Regions from separate parts of the Sus scrofa genome. Here region 1 is linked to region 2. A link is a contact called in public Hi-C data. All regions are on one chromosome and are shown on one strand. The core of a region is the stretch at or near the end of the contact, and the rest is flanking DNA. Distances in the headings are between cores, read along the strand shown. Region 1 has its middle 27 kb from the start of MIR30C-2. Region 2 holds the start of OGFRL1 (opioid growth factor receptor-like protein 1).

The links. Hi-C and Micro-C count contacts between places; a contact is called where the count stands out from the background.
Region 1: a contact with region 2 is called in a Hi-C map of liver, with 2.3 times the contacts expected there. The contact joins the enhancer-like site here to the promoter of OGFRL1 in region 2. A contact is called at or near these places in 3 of 47 Hi-C or Micro-C datasets (heart right ventricle, liver and skeletal muscle) and 1 of 2 datasets of contacts at active chromatin or transcription factors (alveolar macrophages).

The regions. Positions count from the first base shown.
Region 1 is chr1:51,355,109-51,357,808 of Sscrofa11.1, forward strand. No RefSeq gene overlaps it. Among named protein-coding and RNA genes, the nearest start is that of MIR30C-2, 27 kb to the right of the region's middle. Within about 2 kb of position 1,358, at least 2 of the 83 cell types and tissues checked have an H3K27ac peak or open chromatin away from gene starts, as enhancers often do. A contact at or near this core is called in alveolar macrophages and liver, where this site is marked.
Region 2 is chr1:51,311,638-51,314,337 of Sscrofa11.1, forward strand. It overlaps OGFRL1 (opioid growth factor receptor-like protein 1), which reads left to right and starts at 1,351. Exons shown (of 7, transcript XM_003121264.5): 1 at 1,351-1,763. The coding sequence starts at 1,497.

The DNA.
Region 1 (2,700 bases), core at 108-2,607, 43 kb after region 2:
TATATTTATATGTGTTAGTTTCAGGGATACAGCAAAGTGATACAATTAAACATATATCTTTGTAATAATATATATTTTTTATTTTTTAATTACTTTTTTTGTCTTTTTAGAGCTGCACCCACAGCACATGGAAGTTCCCGGGCTATGAGTTGAATCAGAGCTGCACCTGGCACCATTCACCACAGCCACAACACCACCAGATCTGAGCCACATCTGCTACCTATACCACAGCTCACGGCAATGCTGGATCTTTAACCCACTGAGTAAGGCCAGGGATCGAACCCACATCCTCATGGATACTAGTCAGATTCTTAACCTGCTAAGCTGCCATGAGAACTCCTCTATCTATAATATGTATTTTGTATATATATGTAATTATATATACACACACATATAAATGAATAACTTTGCCATATACCTAAAACACAACATTGTAAATTAGCCATACTTCAATTAAAAAATAAATAAATCTTGAAAGAATATATTTGATCTGGGAAAGATAAATTTATGGTGTGGCAACTAAATAATCTATGTCTAAGGTAATTAATATAAATGATAATTTTTGCTATGAATTTGTTCCAGAAGCTAGGACAGAGATTGAGTTAGAGTCTGTCTCTTCTGTGTGCTGGATAAAGGTCCCAGGCCATTGACCTTGGCCACAGGCCTGTTCTGAACCTTGCAGGGAAGGCCACGGCCCTGCCATTTGTAAATGGCACAGGCCCGGACCGCCTGTCCCTTGCTATCTTTCCACTGCTAATGTCACGAAACACCTCTGGCAGGATAAATAACTTTATTATGAAGCTGTAAAGTAGAGCAAGTTATTAATATTATATGCATTGCATTCTATTCAATTTCTTCTCCCTAATTGGGACAGATCTCCCGATCTCCTCATATTCTGGAAAACATATCCATGAAACTGCTGAGTAGCATGTATCGAATGAACTGAATTACGAAACCCTATAGCTGTTGGAGATTTTGATTGGAAGCTTGTTTTAATAAGTTCAGGTTTACTTCTGAGATGCTTGTTTTCTTTCAGAATTCAATTGATTAAGGGAGCCTAAGTCTCAGCGGTAACTACAAGAAATTAGATTTCGCTGTGAAGTATAAACAGGACTGCGATGGATGATATGAGGCTCTGAGCATTGTCAGGAGGCTGGCAGTCAGCTTTGTTGTGGGAGGTAATTGACACTGAAAGCTGTTGAAAATTGAGGTTTCAGGAGCAGGCCCAAGTCAATGACGTTTGTTTCATCCAACGTTTTTGAATAAGACATTCATGGCCCTGTTCTAGTACCACATTATGAAGCCCAAGTTTAGGCAACACATTAACTTCCTCTGCAGTAGCAGAAGTTAAATTAGAAGAAAACAAAATCCCCTCCAGATCAGCGTACTTACTCTTTGAGGAACAGAGGCAGAAAGGGATCTGCAGACACTATAGACTGAACTCTGCTGGACATGGGTTTAACCTCTTGGGCCATTAATAACTATGAGTTGAATTTTCTTATTTTTCCATATTTAAGGATTGAGAGTCTATGCTGTTCTTTTTGATAAGCTGATTAAAAGACAAAACTCCCTGAAAAGACTCAGGATGCTAGGTTCTTGTCCTGGGTTTTCCACCAGCTCAAAATATCATCAGTGTCTGTGTCCCCAGTGACAGGAAACACCGGCGTCATGACATGGGTGTGCACAGTCCTTCCCCAGGGCGTGGCAAGGAGCATGCAGTCCCAGCTCACCGGCAGGGAGCAGGCTGACTGTCTTCTCTTCCACTAGCCAAACGTCACTATTGTGTTGCGAGTAACAGACTACGGTGACACACCTCCAACTAATGGTGACCCACTGGGTCTCTTCATCCTGATGGGATTTGCCCCTCAGGCGGTCTGGCTGACCATGAATGAATTACAAATTTCTCTGGTTTCTACTTCCCTTACTTGTAGGCCCCTGCCAGTTTTAAATTTCTGCAAGCATGGTAACCAAGCCAAAAGAAGCCTCTGTATATTTCTACCAGGCTAGCATAAGAAATTGCCATGCTTGTTAAGTCTCATGGTTCTTCTTCCAACACCAAATTCTGAAATTGATAGTGGCAGGGGGTATGATTTAGAGCATGTAGTTATTCTCGGTGGCCTTTAACTATAAGGCTATGGCTGCTCCCTTGAAAATATTCTAACTTTCTTTAATGTCTGTGTTGGATCTACCAGCCATTAATGCATAATGAACCCAACAACATTATGATATAAATATTAGTGTGGGATAATAAAAATTTACAGTTGCCATGCATGCCAGACATCAGGACACCAGCCCAGAAATCCTATGAGAGCTTGTCTTTTGGTCTGTTTTGTTCAGATTCTCAGAGCTTGGCACAGAGGGCATGTCCAGTAGTATTTGTTGAGTCAACTAACAACTTCTGTAGTAATGGCAGTATTTAAAGTAGTGATGTCTTTTTTTTTTTTTTTTGTATTAATAGACTGACTCATTGTTTACATGTGAAAAAAAAATCTGACTTGAATGAACTTAAGTGGAAAGAAAAGATGCTCTCGTGTGACCAGTCCTGGGATGGAGATTGGTGCCTGGCCTTAGAAGAAATATTTAGGGACCCAAATCAATAAGCTTTCTGTCTCCATCTCTCATTCTTGATTTGTTCTGAAGCCTCCATGAGGTGACTCAAGGCCTCAGGAAGCACCTCGACTTACATTTTAGGTTTGCTGT
Region 2 (2,700 bases), core at 101-2,600:
ATAATGGGGAATTAGACTCTGACTCTCATTGGGAGGAGAGCAAAGAACTGTTCTGATTAAAACCAGAACAGTTTTAATCTACATATGGACCAAGTGCTGGAGCACCTGGGCATAGCAACTACCACTAGACTCTCTTTTCTGGAAAGCCTATGGCTAGATGGACAGCATTTATTTCTGCAATGTGTTCTGGTCCTCTGAGGGTAGAAGATGAATCCAAATCCCGGATACCACCAGTTGGATTGGTGTGTTCTACTGCAGCCCCAGTTTTTCTTCACTAAGCACTTATGTCAAGTCTTTTTGTGTGTCTCATCTATTTATGTGTTTATTACTTATTAGCTTTAGATCATTCATGGATCATAGAAAGTCAGAACTTCAAGGGACCCTAAAGAGAAAATCTGGCCCTATTTTATAAATAAGGAAATTTAGGTTTAAAGTAGCTTGGTGATTTGTCTAAGGTCAGAAACTCATTAGGGAGGGAGCCACAGTCACAGTGCTTAAAGAGAGGCAATCTTGACTTAAGTGTGGAAGGGGGATCCTGTTTCCAACTCTTTCCCTAGAAACAGTCCATCATCCTTGATGTGGTCTTCTAATCCACGACGAAACATTTACAAAGAAACTATTTATTTCCAGTACAGCGATTTGATCTTATATGGAAACTGTTTTCTTAGTACACATTCAGCAGATGTGGCTTCCTAGAATCACAAGGTAAGGTCATGATACAAAGTTTACAGCAGTCACTTGTTCGAGCTTGCCGTTTTATCTCTTCTCCTTTGATTTAGAGAACAGACCAAGGGGCCAAGGACTCTGAGTTGTTATTCTACTCTGAGCACAGATTTAGAGTGGGTGTTAGTGAAAGCATCCACAGATGAATGTGAAAGTCTGGTTGTTTTTGCTGCTTTTGCTCTTCAGTTGAGGGAGTAGCCAAGTTTGACTCTCTGCTCCACGGGGACTGCAGGTGGCTGCCCCAGCTGCAGTAGCGGGAGCTGGGATTTTCTGTTGATGTGGTGCCTGGTGCTGGTGAGCAGCTTCTTTCCTCTGCTGCGGCCAGTTCCTCTTTCTCTTGGACTAGCCAGGTTAGGGGGCGGAGTGGGGACCAGACTCATCCGCAGACGGTGACACCTCCCCCCTAACGTCCCGGAGCTGGGCGGGATCAGGAGGCTCGAGGGGCGGGGAGGTGCCCGGGCTGGGGCGGCAAACCTTGATCCGCTTCGGGGACATTAGAGGCAGCGGGGGGCGGGCCTTCCGGGGGACCAAGAGGCGAGCTCGGCGCGCGCGGGGGCCGGGGAGGCGGGGAGCGATGGGCGGGCTCGGGCGCGGGCGGCGGCCCCGGGGCCGTGGGCTCCTCCCCGCCCTGCGCCCGCCGCCGCTCGCCGCGCGCAGGCTGTGCGGGCCGGGCGCCGAGGTGCCGCCCAGCGCCCTGGCCGCGGCAGTGCCCGGGCCCTAGCGCCGCTGCCCACACCCGTAGCCGCAGCTCGGGGCCCCCGCCCGCCTCTCCGATGGGCAACCTGTTCGGCGGGGTCAGCGCGCGCGAGCCCACCACTGTGGAGGACTGCGACTCTACCTGGCAGACCGACTCGGAGCCCGAGCCTGAGCCCGAGCCCGAGCCGGAGGAGCCGGGGCCAGGCGGTAGCGAGGGCCCGGGGCGGGAGCCCGTGCAAGCTCCGGAATCCGCGGAGCCCCCGGAAACCCCAGAGCGAGCCGGCGGCCGGCCCCGCGCCAGCCCCGCGCCAGACGGGGACGCAGAGGCAGAGGGCGCCGAGCAGGTACGCGGTCGCTGGGGCCTTGGGCCTCGGGGCGGGGGGCTGGGTGGGGGTGGAGGGACGTTTCCGTGGAGGGGCACAGACCGGGTAAGCCCCGTGCTCAGGGCCTGCGTGGGGTCGCCCGCTCCTCCCGTTAGCTGGCCTGGGGCCTGAACCCGGGCGCGACGAGGAAGTCCCTGCGGGCAGAGCACAACTTGAAGTGGTGTCTTCTCTGCCTCCGTAGCCCAGCCAGGGGATGGAAGGTGGGGTGGGAGGAACCTGCCTCGACACAGAGGAGTGTGAAAATCGGTCCAGTGCGTGTTAGTGGTAAAAATCAGCCAGAATGAGGTGAGATTGCGATGGAGCAGTAAGCCCTCTCCCCTACAGCAAGTTCTTCAGCCGTGAGATTCTCGTAGAAGGTCCCCATCCGACGTTAAAACACCACAGTTTCTATTCCAAGTAAGGCCTTCCAACCTGGAGTTCAGGGCACGCTTCAACAATCTTATTTCACCCAGAAGACTTGTTGATCCAGCTGTGCTTTAAGTCATTTGCCCCACTACAATTCGGATGGGAGGTTAGTAAGGAAATAAACATCCCTTTTAACCTCTGATGGACCGAAAATAATTCCGAAAATTTTAAAAGGAAAAACTGCATAGCCAAGCCTATGAAGAAATGTGCCTCGCAGCTCTTCCAGGCTGGTGGTTCTGCATCAGGCCCTCTTCGTTATCAGCTTTAGGGGGCTGAGAGTGGGAAAAATTGGAGCCCAAAGTCTAATGCAAACACAGGGCTCTTGGGTAGAGAAGATGAGTCCTATTTTACAGGAAGACTGCCTCGTACATCTTGATGATCATCTCTGTTTAGGTCAGGAGGAAACAGACTTAGTGTAGGGTCTGTGCTAAACATGTTATTTCCATCAACTGCAATTTTGGGGGTGGGGTGGTAGTTGCTGTCTTCAATCCCC